Linked DNA regions of Mus musculus: region 2 is linked to region 1. A link is a contact called in public promoter capture Hi-C data. All regions are on one chromosome and are shown on one strand. The core of a region is the stretch at or near the end of the contact, and the rest is flanking DNA. Distances in the headings are between cores, read along the strand shown. Region 1 holds the start of Gdap2 (ganglioside-induced differentiation-associated-protein 2). Region 2 holds the start of Rbm15 (RNA binding motif protein 15).

What was found. Promoter capture Hi-C pulls out the DNA fragments that hold promoters and counts their contacts.
Region 2: a contact with region 1 is called in a promoter capture Hi-C map of liver, with 2.4 times the contacts expected there. The contact joins the promoter of Rbm15 here to the promoter of Gdap2 in region 1. A contact is called at or near these places in 1 of 39 promoter capture datasets (liver) and 1 of 484 Hi-C or Micro-C datasets (CD4 T cells).

Annotation. Positions count from the first base shown.
Region 1 is chr3:100,159,573-100,163,991 of GRCm38.p6, reverse strand. Gdap2 (ganglioside-induced differentiation-associated-protein 2) reads right to left here and starts at 1,529. Exons shown (of 14, transcript NM_010269.3): 1 at 1,327-1,529. Wdr3 (WD repeat domain 3) reads left to right here and starts at 1,585. Exons shown (of 27, transcript NM_175552.5): 1 at 1,585-1,648; 2 at 2,770-2,972; 3 at 4,017-4,226. The coding sequence starts at 2,802.
Region 2 is chr3:107,331,339-107,335,833 of GRCm38.p6, reverse strand. It overlaps Rbm15 (RNA binding motif protein 15), which reads left to right and starts at 2,545. Exons shown (of 2, transcript NM_001045807.1): 1 at 2,545-4,495. The coding sequence starts at 2,754.

The sequences.
Region 1 (4,419 bases), core at 280-2,779:
AGTACACGCCTTTAATTCCTGCATGCTGTAGGCAGAGGCAGGTGGATCTTTGTGAGCTCAAGGACAACATGGTCTTCAGAGAGCTCCAGAACAGGGCCTTTGTGAGACTCTGTCTAAGGAGGGGTGGTGATAGGGATGCTAGATGCAGCACTCTATATCATACCAGGCTGGCTTTCCAGTGCTGGTATTAAAGTTGTGGACAAAACCTGGCTTTGATCCCACGACCAAAGATGACAACATCAATTGGCAATGTCTAAAGGTTGGGCAGGCCTGAAATCTTCTAAACTGTTTCCCCACCAAAGCACACATCTCCCATCTCTAACAAGGAAATGCACAGCATCTACAGGAGGTAGGGTCCATACACATCTATCCAAATGTTCCTCCCCAGCCTGGAATAAATTTATCATCACGATTTCTTGCCTTCTTTTCATCCAACCCACTACAAATGATTCTTCTTTCAAAACAATTTTCTTAAACACAGAGGATGAGCTGGACATGTTTTAAATCACTAAGAAAATCTTACCCAGTAAATAGTAGCTAAAATTAAAAAGGAAAGGCCGGGCGTGGTGGCGCACGCCTTTAATCCCAGCACTTGGGAGGCAGAGGCAGGCGGATTTCTGAGTTCGAGGCCAGCCTGGTCTACAAAGTGAGTTCCAGGACAGCCAGAGCTACACAGAGAAACCCTGTCTCAAAAAAAAAAAAAAAAAAAAAAAAAAAAATAAGGAAGACAAGTCTACCTGTCAGCTACAATTGTCTACATGTCTAATTTCTAGGTTGGCTACAGAGGTTCAGTAAACCATGGCAGGGATCAATTCTTTTGTATAGTTATACGTACAGTTATATAGACAGCTACAGACATCAGACCTCGTTTCTAAAACTTCTAGACCAGCCCAAGGATAAAAGGGGGCAAGAGAAGAAAAGCTAATTTCCTCGTTAACAGAGTGGCTCAGTCTCAGTCTACAATTAAGGACCAGTAAGCCCAGGGTCACTTCCCTCTCAAGTGACCTGAAAGCGGAAACACAAAGCCAGGTCAATGTCACTCCAGGGACTGCGGGGTCTTTTTACAACTCAGCATCCTGGGCTCAGCGTCTGACCACAGGGAACCCGATTTATAGGACGGGCTGGACTCTGCTAGAGCCGCCACCCGCAGGGCTGCTCGCAGCACCGCGTCCCAGCAAATCCCGGGGACCTGCGTCCCCAGAGCTTGGCGACCCAACCTACCCTGAGTGCGAAGCCCAAAGCCCGGGAGGACCCGCCAGCCCAATCCCTCCCAGCCGCCGCACCCGACTGTGTCGCCCTCCCTTCCCGGCTTCGCCCTTCTCTCACAGCGCTCGGGCGGGCCCATCCGGGCGGCGGCCCGCAGCTCACTCAGATCCGTGGCAGAATTCAGGCGGATGACATCCGTACACTTTGCTTGCCAGAGGCGGAGGCTGAAGCGAACCGGTCTCCAGAGGCCAGGGTGACTGGCGACAGCGATCTGACAGCGAAGGTACCCGCTTCCTCTCCGCCACGCCACCCAATCACAGCGCTCTGCCGTCACTTCCGCCTAGAAGGTAAGGGAAACGCCGGGCGGAAGAAACTTCCAATCGGACCGGAAGTGGCGGGTCTCGTAGGCAGCGCTGTCTGCTGGAGCCTCGTGGAGAGTGAGGTGAGTGTTGCTGGCTCTTTAGGGATCGCGGGGCGCGGTTCCCCGCACAGTGGTGTTCACGGTGAGCCGACGCGGCGAGGGACTCCGCGCTAAGGGCACTAGGGAGGCCGGGGAGAAGCCCTTTGCCGCGGCCGTCTGCATCGCAGAACCCAGAGGCCGCGCGCTGCCCCCGGGCCGGAGTGCGAGGCTGCTGGAACTGCCCGATTTCCTTGGATTATTTCGGGGATGATGTGCAATAGAAACTTAGGTGCGGGGGATAGTTTGAGAGTGACCAGGTCGCAGGAAGGAAAACAAGCGAAGTTATTTGAGAAATAAGCTTTAAAGCCCTCGGGTAGGTACAGTGCATGTGAAAACGATAAACAAGCGTGTTACTATGACTTGAAGCGAAAATCGTGGACGTGGAAGTGCTAGATAGAAAACCAGTGCAGCAGCTCGTTGAAGACAAACTGGAGATGAAAGTGCAGGGAAGAGAAAACTGGGTAGAAAAGGCAGACACATGAACACACATGCATAAAAGCTGAGATCGGTTGGTCTGAGCTTTTGGATAGAGGAACTGCAGCAGCCCCATAAGCTCTGCGAGCTTATTATATACAGTTGAAAATGAAGAGGGGATTATTGCTTACAACTGAACAAGGAGACAGGGTGATTGTATAGAGATAATATCTAATTGCAATAGGGACAGTCTGTGGGGAGCAGTCTTCAGTCAGTACACATGGTGGTGTGGTGGGAGGGAAGAAGGCTATGGTGAACATTTTCTGGAACACTGTAAACATCCCACTTGAACCAAAGGACCATGATGCCTCTCCTATTGGTCTGGGGCATTGAAGTCCTTGACATGGCTACATTCATGTCAGCAGGACCCATTCACTCTGGGCTTCCTCTGATCTACACACAGGGTCTCTTCGAATCCCAGGAATCTCTCTCTCTGCCTTCCCTGTGCTGGGGTCATAGACCTGCATTTTTCTGTGCCTGGCCTTATGTGTGGGTGCGGGTACTACAGCAGGTACTTTACCATCTGTGCCAAGTTACATGCTTTTGATCATGTAAAAAAAAAAGGTTCCTGTTTGTTAGCTGTGCAGAGTCATTGTATTGCAAAAACTGAATTTTGTTTATTTACACAGATTGCCTTCCCGGTGTCATCAGACAGCCCAGCATGGGGCTTACTAAACAGTATCTGCGCTATGTGGCTAGTGCTGTCTTTGGCTTGATTGGCAGCCAAAAAGGTAACATTGTTTTTGTGACACTCCGTGGTGAGAAAGGACGCTATGTGGCAGTACCCGCCTGTGAACACGTTTTTATCTGGGACTTAAGGAAAGGCGAGAAGGTAAGTCAGAAATAAGAAATGGACACCGTTAAATGACACCGACTCTTGGAAGGGTGAAGTGGGAGAGCCTTGACTGACCTGCCTGCACTCATTTGTGTGTGAGTCCCCCAAGAGATCACTTCCCTTTTATTTTTCTAGACGGCTAGCACCAGATTCTGTTGTGTTCTGAAAGTCACAGCCAAGCAGGAGTTTGCTTAAATGGGTGTGTTCGTTTTCATGGGTTATTATTCTTAGCCATTATTAACTTCTACTTTTGTCGACCGGTTCTGCTTTTCATGTTCTGCTTGTTCTCACAGCCAGCTGTAAAGCAGTAGAATTTCAAAGGACTGTCATTCTGCTGTGTTGTGCAGTCCTTCTCTTAACCATAACTGATGAGATTCATTGGTTGCTTCACTCTGCTTTGACTGTGACAGAAGCTATTCCTTTCTTGCTAAGCACAAAGAGATAAATTATCCCTCTTTACTGTGTGACTCCCAGGAGGTGAGATGAGTTACATATAGATTTATAGATGTAAATATATAGAAGCCTGTTGCTACCCAGAGCTTCTTCTTGGGATGAAACTGTTAGTACTGTAGGTTGAGTTACAACAAGGATGAGTTTATAGCTCTGTATCAGAAATCACTGGGATACAAAGTTGCTAACTTAGCTCATTGCCTGGATCATTTGCATACACACCAGCACCAAGCTTGAGAGGACGTGATGACCTCTTGAGGAGCTTATGGTCTTTGCTTGTCAAGTTTTATCCTCGTGTATCAGTGACTGGAAATTGTTGATATGTGTATGTGTTATATGTTGATATGTGTATGTGTTATATGTTGATATGTGTACTATGTGTTATATGTTGATATGTGTATGTGTTATATGTTGATATGTGTATGTGTTATATGTTGATATGTGTAATATGTGTTATATGTTGATATGTGTTATGTGTTGATATGTGTATGTGTTATGTGTTGATATGTGTATGTACTGAGGTCATTCCTGTGCTGCTGTCTTGTTACATGCCTCACGCTTCTGAGTTGGTTTTCATCTTTATGATTTCAGATCCTTATCCTTCAGGGGAATAAACAAGAAGTCACTTGCTTGTGTCCTTCCCCAGATGGGCTGCATCTAGCTGTTGGCTATGAGGATGGAGCCATCCGAATCTTCAGCCTCCTCAGTGGTGAAGGAAACATAACCTTCAATGGACACAAAGCAGCTGTCACCAGCTTAAAGTACGATCAGCTAGGAGGCAGGCTGGCTTCTGGGTCTAAGGTGAGCCTCAGACAGGTGCCCAGGGTTGTTTCTCACACTTAATATAGGAGCAGATTATTCTCATAAACTGTGCTATGAGATGGGTTGGATTCTCCGTGTCCAAGCTACTATACATTTGGGAGAAAGAGTGAGGAGGATGGGTGCGTATGAGGGAGTGTTCTACTTGTTTCCTGTTCTGTTCTCTGATAAAAGT
Region 2 (4,495 bases), core at 1,296-3,795, 7.2 Mb before region 1:
GAACAGAATAATGGAGCAGGGGAGAATGTGAATAGGATTATAGACTTAAAGAAAAATAAGACGGACATGATCTTATAATTGCTGAGACTCTGTGTTCAGGACATGAGGTGGTCTTCAGGAAATACCCTACTATTGTACATTTTTAAACTAAAATCCTACAAGGAAAATTTCTCTTGCTAATCCCTGCCCCTAAGAGCAATCTCTGTAACAATTTCAATAAAAGTGTAAGCATATATATGTAATCCACGATTTTTAAAACCACAACTGGTAGTTTATTATACACATTTTTTCTCTGACTGATGGCATTTTATGTTAACATTATTTAAACATCTTTTAAACATTATTTTTGCAGGCCTGGAGAGATGGCTCAGGCGTTGAAGAGTACTTGCTGCTCTTACAGAGGACTACAGTTTGTTTCCCAGGGGCCCAGATTGGTGACTCACAACCCTGTAACTCCAGCTTCAGGGGCTCTATCACCCTCTCTGGCTTCTCTGGATATTAGAACACTACCATACATACAGACATTCACATAAATATTTTTATGACAAAGTCTCGTTATACAGTCTTGGCTGGCCTAGTATTCACTATATAGACAACTCTGGTCTTGAATTTACAGAGATCTGCCTGCTTCTGACTTTCAAGTGGTAGGATTAAAGGGGTACACCATCATGCACTGCTAAATAAATCTTTAAAAGAATTTTTTTTCCCAGTACTAGGAATTGAACCTAGAGCTTCACATAGGTGTCCAAGGGTCCTGAGCTATGTCTCCAGACTTTTGTGTAGGGGTGGTTTTAAGACAGAATCTCACCAAGTTACCAAGTTACTCTAGCTAATGAAGAAAGCAATTGTGATCCTATCCGCAAGAGCAGCTGGGATACAGGTGTTCCAAAAGCCACATAACAGCTACTTTTAATATACAAATATGTCTATGCTTTATAGTATTTTGCGGTTTATAACTTACATATTGAGCTTCTTTCAAATCTTTTTGCTGTGACCAAGAGAGTTTGGCCCAACTGTTCACCAATTTCAGGGTTATATACCAACAAAACAAAACGGTTGAAATAGGGCTAATCAGGTTGCTGTATCTAATCTTCAAGTAGCTTATAAATTTAGAATTCAAGTTTTGGGGAAGGGCATTCTTATCACCTTGTAAAATGTCCTGTTTTAAAACACATTCTCTACTCAGTCTTAGAAGATGTAAATACCAAAATCTTTCTCATCTCTCCTAGGTACATTTTTGGGAAGACTGCAAAAAGCCTATTTCCTCTCACCAGGAGGTAAACGCTAGTGGGATAGACTACGCATCTAATCTCATGATCACCAGTATTACATAAGCTTAAGAGATTCAGGTGCATGGGGTCGCAGAGGTGGGAGACGGGAGGCGTTTAGACGGGAATCACGGTTAAAGGAGTCAAAGGAAGTGGATATAGGAGGGAGCAAGGTGGCCATGTTACTGGGTCCTACTATGGATTAATCGGAGTGCTGGAGTCCTAGAAACGAGATAAATGTAGTGTCCGCACAGTGAGAAGTGTGACACATTAAAGCAAAGCACAGCTATATTATGTCTCACACATCTTTTATAAATGCAAACCTTACAGGGATTCACAACATAAAGCAGGAAGCAAAAATCTGCAAGTGGTCCTGCAGGTCGGACCAGTAAGTGGGCTTGCAGGACACTGCGGGCCCTAAGGCGGCCACTGAGACTGGCCAGGGCTCCGCGGCGCTGTTCCCTGTGTCCGCGGGCGGGCAGTGACTCGGTACCGCCCAGGGCGTCAGCGTGACCCGAGGCTCTGTGAACCCTGAACTCACCGCCCCAGCGGGCCGCACAGACCGGGGCAGGCGTTTTCTCGCGCACGGGGGTGGGGCTTTTTCAGGCAGCTAACTAAGATGGTGTCGGCTGGACTGTCCGGGACAGCTGCCTAGGCGGATCGAGTGAGGGCCAGCAGCCGGAAGGACCACCGAGCCCATTGTCCCGCCCAGACAGGACAGTGAGGAGCCCGCAAGTTCCAGACTCGAAGGACCGAAGCACAGGCAAGTACGCCGTAAGGACCTAACAAATGTTTAAGAGAACGCCGAAAGCGCGGGGAGGCGGGCCTGACTCACTGTCACCATCTCGCGACAGCAAAGTGACGTCGCACAGCAAGCGCGTGGTCTTAGTCTTTCACCTTCAGACGCCTCAGTTTATGGGCCTACTCCTTTAAGTGAGTGATGGACAGCGCTTTTATCCAATCATGTTCCTCGTCAACATCCAATCAGATTTAAACTTTCTTCAGCCGCCGGAGAAGTTGGAAGACTGGGGTCGAAAGAGAGCGAGCGAGTGAGCGAGTGAGCGAGCGAGCTCTTTGTCTCTCGCGAGATCGGAGAGAGCCAAATTCTCAGGAAAAAACGCCTGAACTGATGTCCAGACTTCCCGATAGTGATTTAAAAGACGTGGCCACAAACCAATGAAAGGGAAGAGAAGGTGGGATCGCTGCGTTCGCCGTGCTAGAAGTACCGTTACAGGGCAGAGTTTTTGTCCAATCAACGCTTCTAGGCTTTGGGTCAGGTGACCATGAAGTGCGAGGGGCGGAGCTACAGCCTGGCGCGAGGAACCGTTAAGATAGACAACGAATATAACCAATGAGGTACTGGGATTAGGGCGTTGGGAACCCAATAACAGCGTCGGGGCGGGCGCCTTCCCGGAGCGCGGGGAGATGTAAAGACGGACAAATAGTTTTTCCAATGAGAAGGCTGAAGAGTGAATTAATTGACCAATGAGGTCTGCGGGGCGGGAGCCTTTGCCGCGGCGGAGTCCAAGATGGCGGCGTGCGAGTCCGCTGTGTGAAACGAGCGCGGGGTGGCGGGTTAGTCAGCTCCGCAGAGACGACCTCCGGCGACCCTCAACAATGAAAGGAAAGGAGCGCTCGCCGGTCAAGCCCAAGCGCTCCCGTGGCGGTGAGGACTCCAGTTCTCGTGGGGAGCGGAGCAAGAAGTTAGGGGGCTCCGGCGGCAGCAATGGGAGCAGCAGCGGGAAGACGGACAGCGGCGGGTCGCGGCGGAGCCTTCATCTGGACAAGTCCAGCAGCCGGGGCGGCAGCCGCGAGTACGAGACCGGCGGGGGCAGCTCCAGTAGCCGCTTGCACAGTTACAGCTCCCCGAGCACCAAAAATTCCTCAGGCGGGGGCGAGTCGCGCAGCAGCTCCCGGGGTGGAGGCGGGGAGTCACGTTCCTCCGGGGCCGCCTCCTCCGCGCCCGGCGGCGGGGACGGCGTGGAGTACAAGACCCTGAAGATCAGCGAGCTGGGGTCCCAGCTGAGCGACGAGGCGGTGGAGGACGGGCTGTTTCACGAGTTCAAACGCTTCGGTGATGTAAGTGTCAAAATCAGTCACCTCTCAGGTTCTGGCAGCGGGGATGAGCGGGTAGCCTTTGTGAACTTCCGGAGGCCAGAGGACGCGAGGGCGGCCAAGCATGCCAGAGGCCGCCTGGTGCTCTATGACCGGCCTCTGAAGATAGAAGCCGTGTACGTGAGCCGGCGCCGCAGCCGCTCCCCGTTAGACAAAGATGCTTACGCCCCGTCATCCAGCGTGGTCGGGACCTCAGTCGGTAGCCACCGGCACGCCCCTGGAGGAGGGGGAGGTCAGAGGTCGCTTTCCCCTGGAGGTGCTGCTCTGGGATACAGAGACTACCGGTTGCAGCAGTTGGCCCTGGGCCGCCTGCCTCCTCCACCCCCGCCACCATTGCCCCGAGAGCTGGAAAGAGAACGAGACTATCCGTTCTATGACCGGGTGCGCCCGGCCTACAGCCTGGAGCCGAGGGTGGGAGCTGGAGCAGGTGCGGCTCCTTTCCGAGAAGTGGATGAGATATCACCTGAGGACGATCAGCGTGCCAACCGGACACTTTTCTTGGGCAACTTAGATATCACTGTGACGGAAAATGATCTCAGAAGGGCTTTTGATCGTTTTGGAGTCATCACAGAAGTGGACATTAAGAGGCCTTCTCGAGGCCAGACCAGTACCTATGGCTTTCTCAAATTTGAGAATCTAGACATGTCTCACAGGGCCAAACTTGCAATGTCTGGCAAAATTATAATTCGGAATCCAATCAAGATTGGTTATGGTAAAGCCACACCCACTACCCGACTTTGGGTGGGTGGTCTGGGACCCTGGGTGCCTCTTGCTGCCCTGGCACGAGAATTTGACCGATTTGGCACCATTCGAACCATAGACTACCGTAAAGGTGACAGTTGGGCATATATACAGTATGAAAGTTTGGATGCAGCTCATGCTGCCTGGACCCATATGCGTGGATTCCCACTTGGTGGCCCAGATCGTCGCCTCAGGGTAGACTTTGCAGACACAGAACATCGTTACCAGCAGCAATATCTTCAGCCTCTGCCCTTGACCCACTATGAACTAGTGACGGATACTTTTGGACATAGAGCACCTGACCCTTTGAGGAGTGCTCGGGACAGGACACCACCCTTACTATACAGAGATCGTGATAGGGACCTTTATAC